Regions from separate parts of the Danio rerio genome. Here region 1 is linked to region 2. A link is a contact called in public Hi-C data. All regions are on one chromosome and are shown on one strand. The core of a region is the stretch at or near the end of the contact, and the rest is flanking DNA. Distances in the headings are between cores, read along the strand shown.

Region 1 (7,033 bases), core at 1,824-4,323, 37 kb after region 2:
TAGAGGGTTGCTGAAGAACTACTAAGAGTTTTCAGATGCTGTCTTGGCTTTCACTGCCTTTCTACAGCTCCCTTTCTTCATGTGTTCAATATGTTTTTCCTGCGTAATTTCATTTTATCATGAATAACTAAATTTGAACTAATCACATTTGTTTTCTTTGCATATAAGGATTTGTTATATAGATTGCGTATATAGATTTGATATATGGTTGTTACCAACATCTGGGGAAAATTTCAAGTCAACAGTACCTTTAGAAATATGGTATCTGAGAAAAATATTGACGTGTTCAATACTTATTTTTCCCACTTTATCTGAACTTTGAATCAGTTGGGATTGTTGTTGTCTATGGAGGATGAGGGAGCTCTTGGATTTCATCTAAAATATTTTAATTTATGCTGATTAACAGTATTTTTAGGGGCTTGGAACAACATGGGTGAGTAATTAATTAATAATAAAAAAATATATTTTTGGGTGAAAATATCAATTTAAAATGCAGATCTGTGACTTATGTAATAAGGCCTACTTATGTACTTATGAATTACACTGAACACAACACAATGCATTGCAGTGCACTGGGGCTTGAAGGTTTCGTTTAAGGGACCAGTTTTCTATTTTATAAGTCAGCATGGCATAAATCACTGCTTGTGTCACTGGCTATCAACTCTAACACTCCTAACTATCATCTACGCTTAGTCAAATGTGAGTATTTATGACCTCTTTTTCTGGCTTTCTCTTTCTTTCCCAGCTTGCTGAGTTCAGTATCCTGCAGGATCCATTACAGCGGCATTTATTTCTCATTTATTCCTTATCCAAGTAGCATCCAAAAAGTCCATGCATGCTTCCTTTCATTATCGAGAAGGAAAATATGAACCTTGGATGGCAATTCAAATGTCCGGATCATTGCGAACAACATTTAAAAAGGCTTGCTAATTTGCACGCACATAAACATTCAAGCCTATTTTTTTTTAAACAAGTTTCGATTTTATTCCATTCTTAATTAAAGCTCTGTCAACACGTCATCTCAAGAAACCACACTTACAACATCTAGAGGAAAAATGACCATTGGCTGATGCCGAAAAGGTTTATGATTGAGTGAGAGGTGCTGCTGTGGGTTGTTTGAACCTGAGCCTAATGACGTGGGTTAAAAAGAGAAGCTCATGAGTGTTTTCGCTGGTGTCTCGCAGTGGATTTTAACACAAGTAAGGGCTTTAAATAGCACCATTAATCTGGTTTGCCATCGATGAAATGGCTTGAATCAATTCATCATTCGCACAGGCACACAAGCACACACCCGTCTCTGGCACCGGTAGTTTGCGGAGTGGCTGCTGAAGGCAAAGAGAACAAAGAGAAAAATGGATCGGGACAAGTCCGGAAAATATGAGCGAACAGAACAAAGAGCGGGAAGGAGAGTGATGGCCATGTGGTGACGAATTCTCTGAAAAGACCAGAGCAATATTGATTGATGGAGGGCCAGATAGAAAGGTGGAGGTGTTTTTAAACAACTCATTGTGATGAGCAATAGTCACCTCAGGAAATGGGCTTCAGTATTGATTGCCAAGAGAAAGACTACAGGCAGTTTTTGTTTTTTTCTTCCAACTTTTTTTTTTATGGCAGTACTGCCATCACACTGCTACCACTGCTTTGGTCTCATGGAGGCATTTAGTTTTTATTTAATGTCTTTTTAGCCTTCTAATGTGTTTTTCTTTATGTTGATGTTTAGGTGAAAAAAATAAGCAAAAAATCATGCAGCGTTGCATTATATTGATAAGCAGTGAATGTAAAGACATTTTTAATGTTTCATAAACTTTATTCTGCTCCCCCAATGATGCACAAGGTTTACTTAAGTGTATTGTTTGTTAGTTTAACATGTATATTGTGAAATTTGCCATGTATATTTGAAGAGTTCAGATGCAAAAACCTAAAAGTGCTGTCTGAAATTTCCATCGAAAATTATAATTTTTCTCAGCCTCCTTTGTTTTTGTTAAGATATTTTACTTCAAAGATTAGTAAAGGAATTTATTTTTTGCTAAAAAATATGATGTTATTGAACATACACACAGGAGCCTGATAAAAATGCTGATTTCAGAGGAAATTTTCAGACGGCATGTGGAGGTTTTTGCATCTGAACTCTTCATTTTTTAATGAAGCAACAAACACATGTAAACTGCAGAATATATGCGTTTAAGGCACATTTATGCATCATGTCATATCACATAGCTCTTATGGTGCGTTTCCACTACAAAATCAAATCTATGCTCAGTGCTTCTGGCAACGCTACAAAGCCACTGCTCTAGGGTGTGTCAGATTTATAGATGAGCATGCCTATTTTAATCAGGCAGAAGACAGTGCCATTATACGTTTATCACACGTGCAAGAAATGATTAATGCATAAACAAAGGTATACATGGTTCAAAAAGTTTGTCTAAACCGAAACTGTGCACTGTAAAACCCAAAAAGTTAAGGTAACTCAACATTTGAGGAAACCGATTGCAACAAATAATTTAAGTTTAAAAACTAATGCCTATGAGTACAGTGAACTTAATCCATTTGAGTAAATGAAGCAATAAAACCCAATAAATGAAGAGAACTCAAACCAACTGAGTACTGTAAAACCCAATAAGTAAAGTCAACTCAAACTGTTTGAGGAAACCGATTGCTGCTAACCATTTGAGTTAAAAAAAAAAAAAACTGGACGACTGTAGGGTGAAGAAATTATTTTAATCTGACAGTGCCTTGCGATGCCATTCCTGCAATTATGCTTCTCTATGGCCACTATCACCTCCAAACTCTTTATTGGTTAAGAAACCAGACCATCACTCAGTGAAGAGTTCATCATTGTGTCTAATTCAATGCACTCATCAAAGGCTGCTCAGCTATTACTGGATTATGTCTCCAAGTGAGTGAGTTTATTCTACAGAAAATCAATGATCTGTTTAAGAGCACATGCACTTGTCGGGTGTTAAGGGTTTAGCCTGCTGTGTGTTTATCCAGTGTGTGTGATGTATGCCTGGCCGACAGTGGCCAGCATGAAGATACGGGTCATCGAAAGCCAAACTCAAAGGACACACCGGCAGACTCATCCCCCTCCCCCCTCCTCTTTTTCTTCCTCATCGGCTTCTTTTTCTTTGTTTCTGCTTTGTGTACATTTGAGGCGACTTCCTTGTCTTGGCGGATCTGCCTCTCCCGGGGTCTTGATAAGGGATCTGGGTGGTCTGATGAGGTGCCAGCGTGATTAGATTAAATTTATTATCCGCTTTCCACCAGACATGGGGGAAGAAATGAGGCGCTATCGGAGCAGACGACACTTTTGGAAGAGACTAATCTCACATATAAATAATGTAGTCTCCATTGCGTCCGCATACACGGATGGCTGAAGGCTTGTTGATGGATCAAAGACTTTTTGATCAAATCTATTAATTTATTCATAATATGATTAAAAACATTCATCATTTTTATTAAAAATGCTGTTAATGCATGCAGTGATTGGAGTACACTTTGATAATGAGTGTGCATGATTTTAAGAAAAGTTTTAAATGTAAATATATTTCAAATAAGTCATGCTCTTTTATAATCTAAAATGCACTACAGCTTTTTGGTCAAAGCGACTAGTATAATCAATTAAATAAATTCACATTGAACATGCAAAACATGCACAATGTTTGCACATATTTGTTGGCAAACCGAGCTCTCTGCTATTCACATGGTCGCCCACTAAAGCTAACTGCGCCCGGTTAGGACCTGGATGGCAGACCACTTAAGAAAGCTAGATTGCTGCTATACTGGTGTTAGTGAGACCAGCAGGGGGCGATCAACCTGTGGTCTGTTGGGTCCTACCGCCCCAGTATATTGATAAGCTCTATACTGCTCAGTAATTGCTGACTTTTGGATGAGACGTTAGACTGAGGTCCTGACTCTCTGTGGTTGTCAAAAATCCCAGGATGTCCTTCAAATAAGAGTAGGGGTTTATCTCTGGGATCCTGGCCAAAATTTGCCCACTGGTCATCCCTTTATCATAACTGACTTCATCACCTAGTCTCCTTTCTACCAATCAGCTGGTGTGTGGCATTCGGTTTGGCATAATATGGCTGCCGTCGTGTCATCCAGGCGGATGCTGCACACTGGTGGTGGATGAGGAGCTTCCCCCTAATAATGTGCTTTGAGTGTTTAGAAAAGCGCTATATAAATGTAAAAATTATTATTATAATAATAATAATAATAATAATAATAATTATTATTATTATTATTATTATTATATTTGTGTTGGTGCTAAATGCATTTGAGGCATATTAAATTAATTATTATGAGTATTTAAATAAACATTTATAATTATAACATTTATATTGAAATCAGTATAGTTTCTGTTTGTTTTATACTTGGAATTAAAAAAAGATATGACTCAATGTTTTTTTTGTTTTTTTAAATGTTTTTTTCTCGAAAGTATTTTTATTAAATAGTACATATAAAATGTTAAATGCAATTAAATATTTTATTTTGTTAATATAAAAAGTAAATGCATTAATATTTTAAAATAAACTTATATAAAAAATAAGAATAAGGATGTGCACACTCACATTCCTGTTCAAGATGAACAAAGATGTACATGACCACATAATGTTTTTAAAGGAACTAAAATTGCAACTTTTTGGTACAAATTATCCAAAACCAAACCAAAACCATATTTTTCCGTGTCCACTTCATGGATTTTTATGTTCCAGTAATTTCATGCTTCTTGATAGAAACCACAGCAAATACTAGCACTGGTTTTAATGTTGAGATGTAAGAAGTCTTTGTTTTCCAGCATAGCATTAGCTTGCATTGAGTTTTGCTCTTTACTTGTAAGAAGCTTGGTTGAAAATCTGCAGGATTTGGCTTTGGGTCCACAAGTGAACATTGTCAAAAGATTGTCCAAAATACACAAACGGGGAGAACTTTTGGCATGAATATCACTCGACTAAAGTGTCAATCAACCATCTAGAGCTGTCGGCCATTAGAAACACCTCACAATCCATCCTTTAATTAATTTTCAGATTTTCTCCCTGGAGGGACGCCGGTTAAGCGTAGGTGATTTGATTATATGTCACCTTTTGTTTGTCAAGGACTTGAATACGAGCCCAAAACCCCGATGAATTTCCCCCAGTAGAGTTGAGCTCCCTTGTCCAATGCAGACAGAAAAGTCTCCAAAACAATCCATTAAACATCTACTCATGGATTTGCTTTCTTTTTACTTTTAGAAGTACTGCAGAGATCCTCAAACAGACCATCTGTTTAATTTGCTCAGAGAAAGTGTTAATGATTGTAATCAGAGATGTTCTTAAATATTTACAGCACTTAATAGCTAATAAATTACAATCTACCTTTGATACAGACAAACTGTTGCCATGTAGAAGATTAGTTCTTGTGTTTCCTGGCATGGTCTACTAGTGCAATACGGACTGTTGAGTAATTCACAATGGATAAGCACACTTTTAAAAAAATCTGAGAGATATGCTAATTTTGCAAAATGTGTCAAAAATGTTATATAAAAGTCATCATTATACCAAAATACCTCTATTACATAATACACATTATTATTATTATTATTATTATTATTACTACATGTACTAATATAAAGTATATATTGGAAATCGTAATTATATGCAAAATGTAATTATATGTTATATTCATGCAATATTTGTTCAGTCGATTCCCTTTCAGCTGTAACCCAGTACTGGGAAACATCCATACACATTCATTCACACACATACACTACGGCCAATTTAGTTTACCCAATTCACCTATAGCGCATGTCTTTGGACTGTGGGGGAAACCGGAGTACCCAGAGGAAATCCATGCCAACATGGGGGGAACATACAAACTCTAAACAGAAATGCCAACAAAGCCAGCCGGGACTCAAACCAGCGACCTTCTTGCTGTGAGGCGACAGTGCTAACCACTGAGGACCTTGTGGCCCCAGCATGCAATATTCATGTCATAATTATAGATTTCTTTTCTTCTTCAAGTTTAACTAAATTGTTATTTTTTTAATTGTAGTGAGGACCTTTAAGTTTCAGTGTAAACTAAAAAGCTATTTCTGCTGTGTGATAGACTTTTTATTATCCACATAAATTGATATTGTTATATTAATATTGTATTATTTATTGCCCGGCCCTATTTAAGCCCAGCGTTTACCTACTATAGGTGCCATTTACACTAATGTATCTTTGTTTTAGAACATGTGTATTGTTGCAACCCAGGTTCATTATTGATAACTTACCCCTGTTTAAATTTCTGGAGAGCGTCGAATATGTCCCAGGACCTACGTTTTTTTTTTTTTTTTCAATTTTTGTTCAGTGAACCCACCAGAGGCCACTGTGTACGCTTTTTCAAATATCAAATTTCTCTCGCGAGTATCATTCGCACCTGCTTTTCTCACGTAAATAGCCCAGAGGCCGCTGTCGACTGAATAACCAAACTACCAATAAACCACCACACCCCCTTCCCTAAACTCAAACGATAGTGTTTTCAAAAGCACAGATTGACCCGATCACCCGCTTCCCTAAACCCAGTCGATAGTATTTTCAAAAGTGATCCAGAAGGCTTTTACCATGTTTTCCAATCTTGCCATGTTCTCTCCCTGTTATCTACTGATTATTTAGTTTTTTGCCTTTTTTATTTTTGTTTTACCTGCTTTCTGGAACCATTCCTTGCCGCAATTGAACCCCGTCATCGTGGTCAACTCAACTCTGCGTCTGAAGTTTGCCGACACACACGACGAGCCACTGAGCAAACTGTTACAGTGGAAAAGCCACCTACACGAAGGTAATTGGTCAGCTGGTACTGCTAAAATAAACAGAAGTCATTGGCGGCATCATACTGCCCCTTAGTGGTTCGTTTTAAAGACCAAATGCAGTTATACATAGCTCTAGCTACATAATTTGCGCTCTCCAGAAATGTATGCAGGTACTTTTTTACAATGAGCCTTTGTTGGTATTTTTTCTGCTACACCTGGCATCCACACTACTCTTGCACCTTTGACCCATGAAACAAAGCATTT
Region 2 (6,531 bases), core at 2,578-5,077:
CGAAAAGGCATAATTCTTTAAAGCCTTGTTTCCAGTCATCGCAGTCTTCCAGCGCGAGTGTTGTTTGAGGTGTCGTGAGCGACGTGGCCGTCTTCCACTGGTTGGGAAACCGTTTTGGACATCGAGTGATAGATGATCAGCATTTGTCTGGCCAGCTGTGGTTGTTTTCATCCCCCAGCGTCTTGGCCAAAGTGGTTTCAGTGTTTAACAGAGCAGCTTCTTTGGGATGTTTTAGTCCCAGATTTCTGTTCTGTCAGATCTTTGGAAGCCTTTTGTGGAATGGAAGTTCTGGCTAATGGAGGAAGGCAGCAACACTTGCTTCAGAAATATTAGCGGTCTGCATACCCACAAATCTGCTATCTACTGTTGTTTGGAATGGGGGATTATAAAAAGCCCTGAGGTGCTTGGAATGGGCAGGTGTGAACAGCTTGGAGACCATTATTAAGTGTTATTGAGGGCATGCTTTAAAATTAAATAGGGCAGACCTGTTTTCATTTCATCTGCGTCTGACTTTGTGAAGGGACAGAATGGGCCTGTTTTTTCTTTAAATAGGCCATTTTCTATAATTAAACCACCTTTGTCGCATTAAATGGTCGGGGTTAAACACAGGACTCAAAGCACTGGAAAGCTGCCCAAAGATGGAAAGTCATAAACAGTGAAATAACTCTAAATTAGCAGACTAGTAAGAGACGTACGGCCAATGTCCTGACCTGATTTGATCGCTATGAACTCCATCATATGATTTTTGTGGTGCAGTTACAACCTATATTCAGTTGCAATCCAAGAGTACTTCTCTTCATGCCATGTAGTTTAACAAGGCATTAAATTCAAGAATAAGAAACATATCTTGGACAGAATAGCAGTTGTCTAGGTTCGTTTGCCATGGTACATGTCCAGCACTGTGGAGGTCTGCTCCAGCCATTAAAAGAAGTGGCAGTGCCCGTTGTACACATCTGTGGAACTTGCTTTGAGATTTTGACAACGTCTGGGACATTGCCTTAATGTCTGGAGAACGAATTATACGTTTTTTTTTTTGTTTCCAGTAAAAAATGTCATTCTAAAACTTAAAATGAATGCTTACATTTAAACTAACGTTTTAGAGTAAAACATTTGACTGCAAACAAAAATTTTAGATTTTTTCATATTATTTTTCATATTAATTTATCATATTATTTACCTGACAAATGTTTTGTCATCGATCCTAGTTGTAAGAGCAACAAATAATAACTTGACTTTTAGTTGATCATTTGGAAAAGTGGCAGAAGGTAGATTTAACTCATAATTCATATGTTGAGCTGCATCCCAATCATCACAAATACTGCAGAAGACCTACTGGAACCCGCATGGATGCAAGATTCTTACAGAAATCAGTCAAGATGGTAAGGAAAAATCATGGTTTGGGGTTACATACTGTATAGGGGCATGCAACAGATCTACAGAGTGGATGACAACATTAACAGCCTGAGGAATCTACATTACAAACCACAGGAGATGGCAAATTCCTCAGCAAGATAGCACTCCTCCTTATACTTCAGCCTCCACATAAAAGTTCCTAAAAGCAGAGAAGGTCAATGTGCTCCAGGATAGACCATCCCAGTCACCAGACATGAACATTATTGAGCATGTCTGGGGTAAGATAGAGGAGGCATTGAAGATAAAACCAAAGAATCGTGATGAACTCTGGAAGTCCTGCAAGACTGTTTTCTTCTACTTTCTCTAGTTATTTGAGTCGTTGCAGAGATGTATGGATGCAGTCGTCCAAGCTTACGGGAGTTATTCACAATATTAATTCTTTTCCCACTGCACCATGACTTTATATTCTATACTGCACACTATTTCTGTTAAGTGAAAAGACTTTGTCTAAGCAAAGTGAGACCTTACTGTCCTAATTAAATAATTAAAAATCAAGGCATGGTTATGTTTTATTTTGGTAAATTAAACATAATCTAGAGGCCTTTGCCTTTCATATAAGCCACTTCTGATACCAAATGATCAACTAGAAGTCAAGTTATTATTTGTGATTCCTAAAACTTGAATAGGCGACAAGACTTTTGTCAGGTAGTGTATATGTATATGGATGATGTCCTGTTTCTTTGAATTTGTAATTAATATTTTGTTGGAGTGTGATGTCCAATTATTGTTTGAGTATATTTTGATTTATTATGTAAAATTACTGTTGACATTGAAACATAATTAAAATAACAAAAATATATGTTGTTTCAGACATGCTTATATTTATTTTTAGACAACACATTGCTAATAATTTAATATTAGAAGAATTGGAAAATCAATATTTGGTAGAATAACCATGTTTTTGTTTTGTTTTTTACACATGAACACATTTGTTATTTTGACCAACTGTCATTTTTCTTGTAAAAAAAAGCTCTAAATTATATATCTATCTATCTATCTATCTATATATATATATATATATATATATATATATATATATATATATATATATATATTTTTTTTTTTTTTTTTTGAAACATGGAAGAAACGCAATCAGACCTTTATAGAATAATTCAAACATTAACATTAAAAAAAAAAAAAAAAAACGTGCCTAGGAAATCTAAGAAAATGTAAGTAGACTTGTAATTTTTTTTCCATAGATGTATACATACACAAACACAAATACATAGACATATACACACATACAGTTGAAGTCAGAATTATTAGGCCCTCTGTTTATTTTTTCCCCAATTTCAGTTTAACAGAGAGATTTCTTCAACACTTTTCTAAACATAATAGTTTTAATAACTAATTTCTAATAACTGATTTATTTAGTTTTTGCCATGATGACAGTAAATAATATTTTACTAGATATTTTTCAAGACACTTCTATACAGCCTAAAGTAACATTTAAAGGCTTTATAAGGTTAACTAGGCAGGATAGGGTAATTAGGCAAGTTATTGTATAACGATGGTTTGTTCTGTAGACTATTGAAAAATGTAGCCTAAAGGGACTAATAATTTTAACCTTAAAATGGCTTTAAAAAATAAAAACTGCCTTTATTTTAGCTGAAATAAAACAAATAAGACTTTCTCCAGAAGAAAAAATATTATCAGACATACTGTGCAAATTTCCTTGCTCTGTTAAACATAATTTGGGAAATATTTACAAAATAAAGGAAAATTAAAAGGGGGGCTAATAATTCTGGCTGCAACTGTATGCTTACACTTACATTCATTATGTATTTAGAGGCTTTACTTTGGAGAAGTGTTTGGTGCACATATAGTAATCTACATTGGAGGTATTGTGTGGGTGTGTGTGCCTGTACTTTCTTAAACATAAGAGAGTACTCCTTGTGTGTGTGTGTTTCTCAGTCCCTGTGATGCTGACAGACTGAAATTAGCTTTGGATTCCCATATGCACAGGGCAGGCTTCCAGCAGACCCCAATTACAATGCAGCAAAGCCAGAGAGGGTGCAGGGCAGACTGTGTGGAGCCCTCCTGGTCTGCTCCCTCGCTCAGGCACACACACACACACACACACACACACACACACACGCACACACACACACACACACACACACACACACACAATGTCACTACCACAGACTTGACAGACTACCGCAATGAGGCGCACAGCACGCACAGATCTGACTCACATACACTGGTGCTTATGCACACTTTTATATGGACACCTGCATCATCACACACATTTTAAATTAACCACATGTGCAGCTGCGTGCCACATCCAACACCGCCAGTCATTCTGGAGTTAATCGAGTTAAACCTGTGCACACGTTGAGACGTACTTACCTACTTGAAACAAATGCCCTTTGGGGTAGAAATTGAAAGGACATAACTTTTGAATTTTGTAAAGGGAGTTGCTAAAGTTCACCACTGGAGGGAGCTTCTCTGGTCCCTGCAGTATGACAGAGCAAAAGTATTTCCTGTGATTCTGTTTTTATTTACTTCAACAAAAACATCTGAAAACTTGCGGTCGATATAAAGAATTTTTATTGTGAAATAATTCTCCTTTCTCAGTGATTGAGAATGACAAGATTGTTTCCCTTGGCCTGAAACTGATTTTGTGGCTTTTCATGGCAATGCAGTCATTGACAGGCTCATCTTTAAACTGCTTCATTTTGTATTTAGGCTTTGGTTGAGTCTTAAATTGTCCTAAAAGTTTAAGAATGTGCAGATATGACAACTAGGCATGGGCCGGTATAAGATTCTGATAGTATGATAACCTTGGATAAAAATATCACAGTTTCACGGTATTGTGATTACTGCTCTAAATATATATTCTTTTTAAATGTCTGGGTAAAAAACGAAAGATTTTTTTCACTTTGAACACAATATATCTAATTTTGAGAAACTTAAAATATTTTGTAACAGTAAACATGTCAGGCTAAATAATTCAAATTTTTTTTTTTGATTTATTTTTGGCCTTTTTTCCTTTATTATTAGATAGGACATATTTTAGACAGGAAGCGAAGTGGGAGAGAGAGACAGGGGGTAGGGTAGGGAAATGTCGTCGAGCCGCGATTCTAACTTGCGACGCCCTGACGTGCTATTGCACCATATGTCGGCGCGCTAACCACTAGGCTAATGCGCCGACGTAAGTTACTTTTTATAGTAATAGATTACAAATTATTGATTACTAATGGAAAATTGTAATCTGATTACATTACTAATTGCTTCATGTAAAAAGTAGTCAAATTACTAATTACTATACTTTGAAGTTACTTTTAAAACATTTAAAATATACCTATAAAAATGCTAATTAAACCACAACTCTTTTAGCAATTTATTATTCACTGAAAAACATTACAATGGGTGGATCACAGCAGCTTGACATATTAAAGAGTTCACCCAAAACTTAAAATTCTCTCATCATTCACTTGTTCCAAACCTATTTGTTTTTTGTTTTTATCATAAAAAAAGAAATTTAGAAGAAAATACTCGTGACTATTGACATCCATAGTATGCCAAAGCACTGCAGTGTTTGGGTGTTCTGTGTTTGTCTAATGTAATTAGTCTACTGAAATGTGTATATTCTATACAAAGCATGAAATTAATTGGTCAGTTCTTGTCATGTGACTCGTGATTTTCAACTGGATGCACCTTGGAAATGCAAGCATGCGCAATATGCGCTCCCAATATGCGTGGGCTCACAAGACAACATATGTAAACGGCCCCATAAGCAGCTATGCTATATTCAGAAGATACCTTCACTCCCAATCCTGCACAAAAATCCAAATGAGCCTGTTTAGGCTGAGTTGGGCCACTATGTTTTTGGCCGCGGGTGTCCTCCTTTGTGACGAGTATTGTCTTAGAATAATTTCTGTTCAAGAGCTTAAACAAGTAGCTGGTCAAGTTAAAAGCAGTCGTAAGTTCTTTAGAGACTGGACATACAGTAGACTGCATTTCACAGCAATGTTTTTATTTTTCTGCTCAGTGAAATCAAAATAAAGTCTGTATTTCCACTTGAAGAATCAACCATTTGACAGAAGCTATTTTCTTGCGTTGTCCAGCAATTTAAAGGCAAATGTTTATTTACACTTATTAACTGAAGTTGCAGCAGAAAATGTGATTTTAAAAGCGTTTTTTCTTCTAAACCTCTATTTGTATAAGTAACGCTATTACATTAATTTTTGTAACAGTAATCAAATTACACAAATGAAAATGTAATTCGTTACATTACTGCGTCCCTTAAAATTTAATTAGAATACAGTAACTCGCCCAACTCTAAAAATGAATCATTGACTTTTGCTGTTTCATTTGTTTAAAAAAACACTGTTTTCTTTACTATTTAAAACGGCATCGTTGGATATCTTTTCTGCTGGAGATACTGTGGTCATAAAAAAACTAACAAATACTGTAGGAACGGTATAGCAGAAAATTTCAGCGGTTTTAAAACCTTGACTTTCCAAACTAGGGTGTACCTAATTTTTCTTGCAACCTTACTCTATTTTAGCTAAATGTTCTATAAATAAGAGTCAATCCTGATTTACAATGTAGTTTAAAGAGACTTAGTCAAAGGTAGAATCAAATGCGGGGTTCACTTGTCTCTTTTTATGTGAGTGCAATTTTCCTGTAGTGCTTTTATACCACAAAGAGAACCAGAAAACCACGCAATTCATTATTCCTCGGATAATAAGCTCTCTCATAACTTTCAATCTTTCATCCCCTTTCTGCTTTGCCGATTTTTCATACTTGAATAGCTGGGCTGGATGAGTCAAGCTCTTCTAACAAGCATACATAAATATTTAAGCTCCTGTCTTACAGAATGTTTATAATTCATTTGAAACCAGAAAGGGCCTAATCCAGGAATCATCTATAAAAGATTTTGTTTCATAATTTCAATAATAAGGTCGTCAAAGTTTGCATGTCCACAAGCTACAATTTTATGGATGAGGAATTGCTAATTTTAAAAAAGGAGCTAGAGGAACACTCAAAGGAGACCTTTGTGGTTTTAATATATTAGAATTGGCCCACCAGCGTTTTTCTAGCTTCGTTTTGTACATTAGTGTTGGCATTAATATACGACAGGGGTAGCACTCCGCTGGCTTTAAAAGG

The links. A called contact is a pair of places that touch in the nucleus more often than the background predicts.
Region 1: a contact with region 2 is called in a Hi-C map of embryo, with 1.6 times the contacts expected there. The contact joins two enhancer-like sites. A contact is called at or near these places in 2 of 18 Hi-C or Micro-C datasets (caudal fin and embryo).

Annotation. Positions count from the first base shown.
Region 1 is chr15:34,655,483-34,662,515 of GRCz12tu, forward strand. The region is part of intron 2 of dchs1a (dachsous cadherin-related 1a); the gene reads left to right. Among named protein-coding and RNA genes, the nearest start is that of dchs1a, 51 kb to the left of the region's middle. Within about 2 kb of position 3,074, at least 8 of the 62 cell types and tissues checked have an H3K27ac peak or open chromatin away from gene starts, as enhancers often do.
Region 2 is chr15:34,617,489-34,624,019 of GRCz12tu, forward strand. The region is part of intron 1 of dchs1a (dachsous cadherin-related 1a); the gene reads left to right. Among named protein-coding and RNA genes, the nearest start is that of dchs1a, 13 kb to the left of the region's middle. Within about 2 kb of position 3,828, at least 19 of the 62 cell types and tissues checked have an H3K27ac peak or open chromatin away from gene starts, as enhancers often do.